2 separate regions of the Anser cygnoides genome follow, and region 2 is linked to region 1. A link is a contact called in public Hi-C data. All regions are on one chromosome and are shown on one strand. Each heading gives the region's core, a stretch centred on a gene start, on an enhancer-like site or on the middle of the called end of the contact. The rest is flanking DNA. Distances are from core to core; before and after follow the strand shown.

Region 1 (6,970 bases), core at 2,313-4,812:
GCACTGATTTAGCTGAAGGCCAGGAATTCTGTTAAGAAGGGTGATCTGTTTTTTTTTGTTGTTGTGGTTTGCTTAAGTTAAATTTCTAAACAGTACTTATATATTTCAACTGAATTGATAACATATGAATGTGATAATCAGAATCATGTGACAGGCTATCACACAACTTAGCAATTAAACTCTGCTTTACAAACCGTATCCTATAATTGCTGCATTTATCTGAAGCCATAAAATACAGAATGGACTTGCTTGAATACTTCTTCTTAGTATAAGAAAGCAGCCTTGTTGGATGACATGTTACCAACTCTTTTCAGACACCAAATATGCTCATGAGTAAAACCAAGACACAAGTAAGATCACACAAGGTTTTGGTAATTATTTTTATGTTGGTTTTATAGCTTTTCTTGTTTCTTTAGGAAATTCCTGCATAGTAAAAGGAATGAAGAATTCCAGAAGAGAGTTGACTTCCGTCAGTTCCAGACTGTATTCCGCTGCTATTTTCTCTGCAGTCCATATCTTAGGATGAAGTTTATGATTATTAAGAAGCAGCAGAGCCTCCACAATGGAAATTTTGCCTTTGGTAACTTTCTTAATATCTAGATATTCAAATTGACCCAGTTTTGTAATTCTCTTTTCCTCTTGTTTACATGGAACATGTTCACCACCTCCATCTTTTACCTAATTGTGGGAAGGAAAACAAAGAGAGCTTAACAGCAGTTCTGTTTACTATGTATACTGTAGCAGCCAAGCAATCTTCCTAAATATGGCATTTCCTATTAGCTTTCCCCATTTTTACAGCATTAACGTGTAAACATTTTAATAGCATTAAAATGCTTGGCCACCCTCACTTCTTAATATCACAGAGATCATAGCCAGTTGTTGCACAGCCATTCTATATAGGAGGGCCGAACCCCCACCCACATTATGAAAACCTATAATCCATTACAGTCTATGTGTTGTACAGACTCAGCAGCCCTTCGTACAAGTCAAACTGCACATTTTGGTAGCTAAATGTAAATGCAGATAACCTAATATTTGGTATCGATTCATGGTGGTGGGGAGAGGAAGGGAAAAAAATCACACTAAAAAACGGTATCCTTCTTGTGATACCAATGGAAATCCCTTCCATATACTCTCTTCCCCTTTCATTTTCGGATTTTAGTTTTGCAACTAAAAGACATCACCTCTTTTACTCTGTCTAAAGAACAAGATTTGCTGGACAAAGAGAAAACTATTTTGCATCATCATATGCAATTTAATTCTTATGACTACTGCAGCACTCAGACACGAGGTCTCTTCTCTCAAGTCCTTTCATATTTCCTTTTCCAAGTTATTTAGAAAGCAACTCTACCTTCCCCATATTGCCTTTTATTAAGACTTCACCAGTGAATGACACTGCAAAGAGGCACAATGAAAACCTTTCTTAAGGAAAAGTGCTTTTAAAGTTATCAGAGTCCACCAATTACCCCAGACATTGTACTAACCCATACGCTGAGAAACTGATGAGGATGCTGCAACACCTGTAACTGCCTGCTTCTAAACTACACAGACTGCTTGACAATGCTACCAACCTTCCCTTTCTTTTTATTTCCTTCTAAAATTGTACTCAGATAATGAACAATTTTTCAAGTCTTAATAAAATGATGCATCTCCAGGTATCTGCCACTTCAGAACTGAAAAATAGTAGTTTTCCATGTAACTTGACATGCAAAATATACATATATGTATAATTACATACATAAAATATATATAGTATATATATACACATAAAGTATATATGTATAAAATATATGTAAATATACATGCGAATATTTATTTTATATATAAATGATGCACCAGGTTTTTAGAAGAAAATCAGGACAAGAAGAAAGTTTCTGGATGAAGCTTTGCCCACAAGCCTCAGTGCTAACATATTAATCACGCTCCTCCTAACAACCTCAAACAGACAAACCATAAGAGCAAGCCTTATGTGGCAACAACCTTGCAGTAGGTGCAGAACCAAGCACTAAGATTTGTTCCACTTGTGGCTTTTCCTCAAATCTCTCTCCTGAGAGACTTACAAGTGGAAGTGTTTAAAGATACTGGAATTAGACCTTCAGCACTTCAAAATTAGCGTACTAACCTCCTTTATGAAAATTAACAAAGAGATTACGCAGAAGCTACAGGAGTGAATGAATTTTAAGATATTTTAGTTTTGAATAGAAGGTACTCTGGATGTGGAATATCATAAAGACTTAGAAGTTTTATTGCTAGACAATTACAAAGCTTTTATTACTAAATGGATGAGCTAGAATAAAATGGTCCAGTAATGCAACAGGTAAAAACCACAAGCCATAATGTAACGAGGTGGAGAAGAGGAGACTAAGCCCCCGTCTGCATGTTACTGGAAGGCATATGCCTTGTTTTCCAAGTCAAAGAGTGCAGCCATTGGTAATGAGGAAATGGATGAGCGTACAGTCCAAAGGCTATACAAGAAAAACCCAGCTAGGGCACTTCCTAAGCCACATAAGGAAAAGGCTCTGCATAAGACAACATTAACATCAGCTGTTAAAGACTCCAGAAAAGCGTTAATGTCTTTATCCTCTACCACATCTATCCCTCCATATTAGTCCCAATCTGTTTTCTTCTAAAAAATCTACGGGACATCTCTGGCAAACTGCATCTTTCCGAAAGGATAGCCAGCTGCCCTTCTGCATTGGAAGAAGCACCAGTGGGAACTTAAGTGAAAAACGAAACACCAATGTGATGTTAAAAAGGAACCATGTAGGTTGAATAACCATATCCTAACACATGTTCAAGACCCAAAGTCAGTCCATGCTACTGGGATATAACTGAGAAATGAAAACATCATGTTTATCTAACAAAAGGGTAGCATCTAGGCACTAGCTGATCGTTTTTTCTTGAAAAAAATCTTGAAAAAATGCTCATTTGTCTTGAAAAGTAAAAGTCTGATAGGATTTGCGTTGAGTTTGAAAACCACAACGCTGATGCTCGCGCGCCTCCGACGGAGAGCGGCGCTCACCTGCCCCGGCGGATCTCTAGACTCAACATAAACGTCTTTCAACAAGGTGAGCAACCTGTCGTCCTTGCTGTAGACTTTCTCGCGTATCGCCGGGTGCTCTACAGGCAGCGGGGAGGAGAGCAGAAAAAAAAACCGTGAGGAAAGGGAAGAAAGGGAGAAAACCTCCGAGACGCCCCCTCCCCTCCCCTCCCCTTCCCGCCCCGGCGGCCGCCATTTTCTCACCGCCCCTAGCAACCGCCAGTAGCAACGGCCCCCCGCGACAGCCGCCGACTACAACTCCCGGCATGCCCCGCGCGCGGCCCCGCTCTCAATGTCACCGCGGCCCCAGCACCTCGCCCGGCCGCCCCGGCGAGGCCGGCACCCACCGGTCAGCGCGTCCAGGCGGGTAGTGGGGTGGTGCGGCGCGGGCGTGGGCTTCTCCTTGCTGATCTCGCGGTGGGCCCGGCTCTCCACGTTGAACGCCCGCAACGCGCGGACCAACCGCCCGCCCATCGCCGCTGCCGCCGCCACCGCCGCCGCCGGGACGGCCCCGCGCATGCGCACAGCGGTGGGGGCGGTGCGCCGCGCATGCGCAGAGTGCTGGCGCGACGCCGGAGCCGCCGGGCGGGGAGGCCGGGCAGGAAGGGCAAATGGCGGTGCGCGGGAAGCTTGCGGTGGGGTCGTAGGTTCATGTCGGGCAACTATAACCAAATAAATAAATAAATAAACAAATAAAGAAGTGATTCAGTGTTTCTTTCACAGTGCCTTCCGCCAGCGCTATTTCCTCTCGGCGGCGCCCCGGGACGCCGGCCCGCCGCCATGTCGGCGGGGGGCAGCTGGGTCATGCCGTGCCCTTGTGGATTTTTTGGGGCTCCTCTTCGGCGGCGCCTTCGCCTGGCGCTGCTGAGAGCCGGGGCCGTGGGGTTTCTGCCGGGGGATGTCCTCAAGGTGGCAGGCTCGCCCAGGGTTTGCTGCACGCAGCCTTTTCAGTTCTTTTCCATCGTTGCGGTGTGAGGTGCAGGGGGTGCTGGCCGACAGGTGGCTTTTAGATCCGTTATTTTTGAATTGTATTCACTTGGTTTATAAGCAGGGTTATGCGCAATAAGGTTTTGTAAGAAACCGCAGTGAGTCCGGAGTGAAAGTCTGGGTCTGGTACGTACATGTTATCTACAGCAAAAAGCTGTACTTAATCACGTACAGGCTTATAGATGGACCCAGTGACCCTGACAACAAGGCTGAGAGGGCAATTCAATGTATAAACACTGTTTGTGTGGTTTTCTGTACATTTTAGCTTCCAGACACACAGTGTCACTATGTGCCACTACCTGTTGCACTCAACATGTGTCCTCACGTAAGTTGTCACCCCTGCTTTCTGTTCCAGTAGCTGCTGTACTGATATAAAAAGTCTTGTTCTCTTTTTTTTTTCCTCTTTGTAAGTTTTTACTTAAATAATAGTAACATGGAAGTATTTAGGGATGTTGTTCCCCTTAATCAGTCATTAATGTGTATTGGGCTCATATGGCAAGGGTTTGATAGCAGGCAGGCTGCAGGGGTGGCCTCTGTGAGCAGAGCCCAGCAGCTGCCCCATGTCAGATCAGAGCCAGCTCCAGCTGGCTCCAAAGGGACCCGCTGCTGGCCAGAGCCAGGCCAGGGAGCAATGCTGGGTGGGCCTCTGGGAGAGCAGATTTAAGAAAGGAAACAAAAATGCTGCGCCAGAGCAGCTGGGAGAGAGGAGTGAGAAAGAGCCCTGCAGACCCCAGGGCCAATGCAGCAGGAGGGCAGGAGGTGCTCCAGGCACGCAGCAGCAGTTCCCCTGCGGCCTGTGCAGAGGCCCCTGGTGGAGCAGGCTGTCCCCCTGCAGCCCATGGGTCCCACACGGAGCAGATCTCCACGCTGCAGCCCGTGGAGGAGCCCCCGGTGGAGCAGGTGGATGTGGCCTGGAGGAGGCTGCGGCCCATGGAGAGCCCCCGCAGGAGCAGGCCCCGGGCCGGAGCTGCAGCCCTTGGAGAGGAGCCCACGCAGGAGCAGGGGGTCTGGGGGGAGCTGCCGCCCGTGGGGGACCCGTGCTGGAGCAGTTTGCTCCTGGGGGATGGATCCCTGGTACGGAGCCATGTGGGAGCAGTTCTTGGAGAGCTGCTGCCTGTGGGAAGCCCCCACAGGATCAGTTCAGGAAGGACGGCATCCTGTGGGAGGGACCCCACGTGCAGAGAGTAACCGTGAAGGAGCAGCGGAGACAAAATGCTATAGCTTCAACACAGCCCCCATTCCCCTGAATTCCCCTGAGCCACTTGTGGGGAGGAGGTAGAAGAGAGTGGATTAGGGGGAAGGTGGTTTTAGTTGGCTTTTAGTTCTCACTGCTCTAGTCTCTTAGTAGTTGGCAATAACTTACACTAATCTCCCTTATGCTGAGTCTGTTTTGCTTGTAACGGTAATTGGAGAGTAATCTCCCTGTCCTAATCTCAACCCATGAGCTGTTTTTAATAGTATTTTCTCCTTCTGTCCTTTTGAGGAGGGGGAGTGAGAGAGCAGCATGGTGCTACTGAGGTACCCACTGGTGTTAAACCATCACAATTATGTTTCTTTATACGCACATCACTGTCTTACTCAGTGGCAGCAGATTATTTCATAAACATATATCATCTAGAACATATACCCTAACTGGAAATGACAAGAACGATTCCTTAGGATTGTTCACAATTTTGGGGTTATGCTATGTTAGTCAGATATGGTCCTCACCAGGGTGCAGTCTCTCTCTTTCAACCATCTATGACTGGAGGCCTCATTTTGATGCAGCCCAGACTTCTGAGAAAACTGCTAAACTGTGAGAGAAAGTATTTAGTATTGAACCATGCAAGGGTAAAATTGGAGACAGAGGTAAAATTGTTGAAAGGAAATAAGCAGATTAAAGATTCAAGAGGAAAAATGTAAGCATGAAAAGACAGAAGATTTTCTGAGAGAAAAATGAAGACAGAAACAGCAACACCTAGAGTTAAGAAACAATGAAGGCTGACCCTTCTCCGCATGACTGATGACTGCCTGGTCAACAAAGACTCTGAGGGTGCCTTACCAAAGGAGAAAAGTGAATTAGTGACTCATTAATCCTGGCTGTTGTGTGAATTAGCCAATAAGTAATTGTTTTATGCTTTTAACTTGTGTACATGCCTTTATAGACTCTTCATGTGTGGCAGTAGTTGCCTGAATCAAGTGACCTGGAGAGGGAGTGTTTCAAAGGACAATTAAGAGACACAACTTCTATGTTCATTTTTAGGAGGAAAAGGCATGTTGCTTGCCCTTGCATACATCTAGTTTTGCTTTTTAGTGTGCACATACAAAACTTTGTTTTTCAAAACTTGGACTTCTACTTGTAGCAGCGTTATTTGGTAATAACATCCCTGATGCGATAGTTATTATGGCTGTGGACTGCTTGCATACTGCATGAAGAAGTGTCAGGGTTATTCTGCGAGGAAAGTTGAAAGACTTGCTGGTGGATGAGGAAAAGCAAACAGGCTTACAAAGGCAATGGAGACAAAGTAGTGTAAGCATGATCTGCACTGGATCTCTACTCTCTTGGGGAAACTTCAAGGGGCAGTTTCTCCGCTTCCCAACTTTAAAGACTCTCACTGTCTGTAGAAGGATGGAAGCATGTCTTTAACTTACATTCTCTGGTAATAAACTTACTGACTTGATCCTAGTGGGTAACATTAGTGGGTGATATTGGTGGTAGGGGGACGGTTGGACCAGATGATCTTGAAGGTCTTTTCCAACCTTAATGATTCTATGATTGTATTTTAGGCCCTGTACATATAGTGATAATAGGAAGTTAAGTGATATTAGCTGTTACGGGAACATAGAAGCATTGCAGCTGTTTATGTTTTTGGACTGGGACTGGTGACATATCTAATTAAATACCAGTAGTCGATTAGTTGCTGACTTAACCTATGTACCTGAGCACACGACTTTATATGTTTG
Region 2 (6,809 bases), core at 3,379-5,878, 170 kb before region 1:
AATTCTGTATATTACGTCTAACACTTTATCAAAAAAGATCGAGGGCGCTTTTGTCAAACACAGTATGGGAATTTGATCATCTAAACACCTCAGTACATTTACTCTTCTAAGCCAAATATAGAAAAAAAAATGTCAAACAATATAAGCTGGACTTAATATTTTTAGCAGAGAAAATTTGATTAGCTCTATACATATACCAACAACAATAAAAGTTACTTAAAACAGTAAAAATTGTATCTATATGAATATAATTTTCTGAGTATGTCCAAACAACATTCATAAAGTATATGAACAAGGCAGCTGCTCGTGCGTTTAATACTTTATTTTAGTAGTGACACTATACACACACATGTCCTGTTTCATGCTCTGTATATTTATAAATATTTTACTTGGGGAAGCTTTTCCTATTGATATAAACATTCACTGCAAAGGAAGAACCAAATTAACAAATTTCTTCTACCTATAATTAGGTAGATAATCATACCAATTAATTGAATGTATGGTGTTTTGTAACTAAAGTATATAGAAAAGGCTGCCTGAGGTTGAACTAAGCATCTTCTCATCAGCATACAGAACAACTGCTGCACAAAATAGAAAAAAAGATTGCAGTGGAAAGCAAAACATTGTTATTTATAACTGTGCATTAAAGAGGGACTGCGAATACGAAAATGTTCCCCACACAACCTGTTGGACAAGTATTTACTCATTTTCATTTACATTTCTATTTTTTTTTATCATTACTGGTTACACTGTTATCTCCCGTCTTTGCAGGTTATCTTATCAAAATGCCCCATATAAAAAACATATAGTCTGCACACAGTCCAGTCTACCAAATAATCACTTTTTTACACTTTCTTGCTCTGTTAATATCAGATACATTTAATTCCCAGATGAACAAGATTCTACACTACTCCTGCTGAGTGAAAAGAAAACACACTATGCATATCACCGTTTCCCTGATTTTTTATGCCAAGTAAAAAGGTTTCGCAGGGACTGCACCTCTTAGGAACTTCATTCTTTTCTACTTCGCATTTTTCACTCTTTCTGTGTATTTTCTATATACAGCTAAAAACCCTTTATGTCAAAAGAAATCAACCCTACTATATTATCAGTATGATTTGTTTGCACATGGCACCATAACCTTTGCAAAGCAATTTAATATTGCAGCATTGTCCTCTAGTCCTGTGGATTTCCTTCATCAATAGATTCATTTCCTCATCTATCTTGAGATGAACAACAGCTACATCAAATGATACAGAAAACATTTAACCTATTATCCCTAGCTATCCAGATTTCAATGGTATTAATAACAATACTTTTTCATGACAGGTTTAATATGTGAGGACTGACTACACTCTTACATTCTTTTCTGAATACCTTCTAACAAATTCAGAAAAGAATGGCCACGCAGACTGAAATTGGTGGGTCTACAAGTGAGACTGTATGATGTGCAGGACATTGTTATCACTGTCTTCACAGTACACACATACCTGCGAATACATTCATGGTATCTCCTCCAAGATTCAAAATCTTTGACATCTGAAGAGCCTGCTCTGCAGCAAAGGAGGATGCACCAAGGACAATTTTAGGGATCACTAGTTACTCCAAACATGTATTGTATTGATGCCTTCTTTCAATTATTTTTTTATTAATTAATCTCTATTCCAGAATAATGATATAATGCAACAAATACCATAAAATGTGCAATAAAAGTATATGTGAACACAGAGACCAAAACAGAAAATCCAAAAGCACGGATTTTTCAGATTTCCTGCCTCTTTCAAGGAAAGCTTCTAGAGCTGAAAGATGAGCTCTCAAAATAATAATAATAATAATAATAATAATAATAATAATAATAATAATAATAATAAAGGACACTCTTACTCTGTCTTAGGAGCCAATGTTCCAGAGAGTATGGAATTATGGAATTACATGTGCCTGGAATCTTTTGACAGAAGAAGTTTCAGAAGCAGAACTAGATGTTTCTACACAAATATTACAGGAGCTTGTGTACTTGAGGGTCTGTCTCTGCTTTAAATGTTGCAATGAACTCACAAACTTTTTTTGGTCTTTTAGCTAGAAGATGATACCTTCAATTGAGTAGAATGTAGAACCACTAGTTATAACTTTCTGTAACAGTAGGCAGCCAGGAGTGACTCAGTGTGGTTTTTCATGTTTTGGTCTTTTGGAGGTTAATGCATTGCATCAGCAAGTAGGAGCAACCTCAGGACTGAAAAATCTCTTCCATTAATTCATGTTCCTTCAATGGACTGGTACAAATTCCAAGTTCCCTGAGAAGAGAGTTCAGTATAGGATGTATGAACATACATATTACAATATGAACTTTTATAATGCATTTTACGTCAGATGTACAGCATTGATTCATTTTGACACTATTAATAACCTCACAATTTTCTTTTATTGTCTGCAATTAAGATGAAGGTAATTGATACTGCCAGAGTGAACTTATGCGATGTTGTACATGGCCATCATATGACATTATTTGCTTTGTATTGTATTAATAAATGTGGCCAACAATCGATATTATAACAGTTACATAAAGTTTTATTTAATCCTTTATTAACAATAAAGCTATAAAAATCTTCACACTTCATTTATATACCTTCAACAAAAAAACAAAAGCATTTCTGTAACCATTGTGGCTCTGGAATCAGTAATATTTAGAATACTGTAGTAAAATTAATTGTATCAACTTTATTTTCAAGCAACACACCCATAATATAAAACTCAAGTCTCAGCTGAAAATAACATTAGAGTTCAGTTAACTGCAAGAGGTTTTAGCATACATAGTAAAATTAATCATTTACTATATTTTTAACAACAGAAGATTTAACTTAATTTATAAACTGTCCAAATAAAACACTGATTTCTACAGAAAAAAAAAAATAGCTACTTGAATAACAATTAGGATGGAAAATCCTAAGGGGCATATTGTGAACATGTACATACATCTAGAAATAAAAGGGTTCAGAACCTGCAATTTAGGAATATCGATATACATATAACTGTTGTGTTTATGATTCACCTGCCCCTTCTTTGCACACTGGGAAAACAAAACAAATCTACACTTCAGAGAAAGAAAAAAAAAAAAGAGAGAGAGAGAAAAAAGAGAAAAAAAACCCAACTGTTTACAGATGACTACTTCCACACATTTTGCAGTTGTAGCTTGAATTCAAGTCATACACACACGTTAAGGCCTAATCCATTACACTACACTTTTGGATCTTAACTACAGTGTCCAATTTGGCCAGCCCAAAGAGAGATCCAGATTTTAGGGGGGATTCTCCACAGACTAGGCTATACTCATAAGCAAAGCACCTCAGATACATTTAGGGTTAGGTAGGAGGAATCCAGTTCTAAGTTCCCAGTTCTTTTTCCCGATAGGAAGAGCTACACAACAGTTTGAGGAGACTATCTCACCCTATGAGACTATCTCACTGCCTATGAAGAGCTCCGAGCCTAGAATTTAACTGCTAACTTCAGATGCCTAGCTCAATGAATCCTGTCTCCACTTTCTTCTCACGCAGCAAATGGCCAGCAAAACCAAAGCTATGTATCTATCCCACCGCAAACACGCTGTTATAATTTACTATGCCAGTACCATCTCGTATGTTCACGCAGGGAATTTACCATCAGGAAACACAGGTGGATAACTGCACAGCCCCAGCAGCACAGCATCGGCTGCCCAGGGCAGGGGCTGGCCATCTCCACACAACATTTCATGCTGACAGCGGGCAGCTTTGATCATAGAATCACAGAATCATTAAGGTTGGAAAAGACCTCCAAGATCATCTGGTCCAACCATCCCCCTACCACCACTATCACCCACTAAACCATGTCCCTAAGCACCACGTCCAACCTTTCCTTGAACACCCCCAGGGACAGCGACACCACCACCTCCCTGAGCAACCCCTTTCCAACGCCTGACTGCTCTTTCTGAGAAGAAATGTCTCCTCATTTCCAACCTGAACCTCCCCTGGCGCAACTTGAGGCCAATCCCTCTAGTTCTACAGCTAGTTATCTGAGAGAAGAGGCCACCCCCGAGCTCCCCACACCTTCCTTTCAGGTAGCTGCAGAGAGCAATGAGGTCTCCCCTGAGCCTCCTCTTCTCCAGACTAAACAACCCCAGTGCCCTCAGCTGCTCCTCATAGCACTTGTGTTCCAGGCCCTTCACCAGCCGGCATGAAGGAGGAGCACACTCAGCTCTCCCATGTTCTCTGTCACTACCATTGACAAATCGATGCCACATAAGGGCAGAAGGGGCCCTTAAAATGCGTGGTTGGCCGCTGTTTCAACAGCCACACAAACTGGGCTCACTGCCTGACCGAGCTGCCACTGAGCAGCTGTACAGGCTGTGTGCCTCACACACCACTCTGAGCCTCCCTAAATTTTTCAGTAGTGTCGTTCGTCTAATTCCACAAACGTTCCCACAAACACCCCAAAAGCCTGGCTCGCGCGTTAAACCAAGTTTAATTTACACTCTCCGGGCTCAAAAAAATAAATAAATAAATAAATAAATAAATAAATGTAACCCCGCAGACCGGGGGCAGCCGGGCCGGGAGGTGGCGCTGTGGGCGGCCGGGAGGAGAGGCTGCGTCGAGGAGCTTTGTCCGCGCTGGCTGCCCGTAGCTCGCCCCGCCGGGCCGACGTGGAAGGGGAGGGCGGCCATGGCGGCCGCCTGGGAGGAGATCCGGCGCCTGGCCGCCGACTTCCAGCGGGCGCAGTTCGCCGAGGTGGCCCAGAGGTGAGCGGGGCCGCGCCGGTGCCCGCAGCCCGCCGCCGGCAGGGCCCCGAGCCTCGCCCCGCGGCCTCCCCCCAGGCCCGGCAGCACGGAGGGGGGGAGGCTTGGGGTGGGGGTGTTGGGGTTCTGGGGGTGCGGGGGGGTCCCCAGGATTGTATTTAGGTCCAGGAGAGACACTGAGGCTCGGCCGGTAAACATCCTCGGGCCCAGCGCTCTGATCTGTCAGCAGTCGTTGGGTAATTCAGGTTGTGGCCCAGAACTCGATTATATTAAAAAAAAATAAATAAATAAAAAAGGAAGTAATAAAGAAGTATATAAGGGTAGTAAACAAAGCCTGTAAGCGCAGCCTTGTCTGCGTTCACAGAAAGGTGCGATCCTACTGCGAAAGGGGCTGACAGCTGTTGGGCAGTGGAAATCACCTCCCAGCGATGACTCGCACACAAAAAGCTGTGTGGGCGAGTTGTGGGGCATCAGACAAGTAGGAACACAAAGTGACTGTCATAAAAAATATTTAATGCACAGAACAGCAAGTAATCAATTTATTCCCTCTGTTGAGTATTTTTAAAATGCGCATTTGAAGTTAGCGAGTGCTTGGAATAACCGATTGCTCTTTGTGCTGTTGATAGGTTGTCGGAACGGAACTGTATAGAAATCGTCACTAAACTGATTGCAGAAAAGCAGTTGGAAGTAGTGCATACACTGGATGGAAAAGAGTATGTCACGCCAGCACAGATTAGTAGGGAGATCCGGGATGAGCTTCATGTTTGTGGTGGTAAGTGTCACATCTGCTTTCCTCCTCTTGGAAGTTAATATTGAAGGCTACAGAACGAATTTGATAGTTTTCTTCAGTACCCATAATGTTTCAAAAAAGTGATCGTGCTCCCTCTTGCTTCATCTACATCTGAATTTGTTTATTTAATTTTTCATTTCAAATCCGTATTAGGCTTTAATTAAGAATATCAAGATACGTTACTTGATTCTTTTTCGCCTATGTAGAATTTCTGAGGTGCAATTGGTCTACTTGAAGGGAATTTTGCATTTTAGTATCTGGCCCAGATGTTTGCACAGGACTCAGAATTTCAAAACCATTCTCTGTTCACATCATTAGTTGTAATAATAATGTTTTTAAATTACTGTTGCTGATGTTTGACAGTAGCATTATGCAAAGGTAAGAAGCTTGACAGCCTCTGTGTTAATACTTATGGACTAGTGGTCAAATTTGATCAGCATCAAGGCAAAACCAGTCAGGAGGGAGCTGAAAAAGTGATTTTTATTTCTGGGGTTTCTGTATTGGTTTGTCAGCAAAGCCATAGTGTAGAACAGCATGGGATATCTTGCACTTACTGTCAGTGATTTCTGTGATTTGTCAATATTTAAAGCTGAAATTGGTTTAATTGGTTTACAAAGTAGTGAAGTGTTCTGTACACAATGGACTATGCTGTATTTTAAACCTGTTTAAATATGTTTTATATACTAAAAGTATGTTTGTACTTTTTTTTGAAGGTCGAGTAAACATTGTTGACTTGCAACAGGTAACTTTTTAGTAATAAAAAAGTATATTCTTTTTTATCATGTTTGTTGTAAATGTGGACTTCATCAGTCACACTCATTTTTTAATAAGAGAACAGTTTATGACGAGCCGGTAACCTTTGTCAGAGTACTGCAGATCATTTAACGCATCCATTTACTGTTTTATGTAGAGTTCTTTTGTACTTACAGATACTCTGTGATCTGTGAAATCAGCACCAAAATATACAGATTTTTTTGTGGACTCTTCCTTTGCAGACTAAGGGGAAAAAAGAATTGTTTCCCATTTAAATCTAAAACTGCAGGAGCATGCATAATTAACTTTGCATGCCTTTTTGGATCTTCCCTCTTCCTACGTTAATCTCTTGTCTCCACTAACCTTTATCCTCCAGTAGTCTTCCTCTGTGACTAATTTTCCCTTCTGGCTAGAGAAAAATTACTTAGAATCAGAAAACCTTTCTGAAAGGCAATTTAGTATTTTCTATTCATAGCTTTATGCAATTTTGTATTGCATAGCTTT

Evidence for each region. Hi-C and Micro-C count contacts between places; a contact is called where the count stands out from the background.
Region 2: a Hi-C map of liver shows a contact between it and region 1, with 1.8 times the contacts expected there. The contact joins the promoter of UFL1 here to the promoter of NDUFAF4 in region 1. A contact is called at or near these places in 2 of 7 Hi-C or Micro-C datasets (both in liver).

The regions. Positions count from the first base shown.
Region 1 is chr3:79,791,950-79,798,919 of Taihu_goose_T2T_genome, reverse strand. NDUFAF4 (NADH:ubiquinone oxidoreductase complex assembly factor 4) reads right to left here and starts at 3,562. Exons shown (of 3, transcript XM_048066664.2): 1 at 3,388-3,562; 2 at 3,023-3,120; 3 at 352-678. The coding sequence starts at 3,559. The coding sequence ends at 382.
Region 2 is chr3:79,965,917-79,972,725 of Taihu_goose_T2T_genome, reverse strand. It overlaps UFL1 (UFM1 specific ligase 1), which reads left to right and starts at 4,628. Exons shown (of 19, transcript XM_048066641.2): 1 at 4,628-4,765; 2 at 5,389-5,534; 3 at 6,266-6,294. The coding sequence starts at 4,689.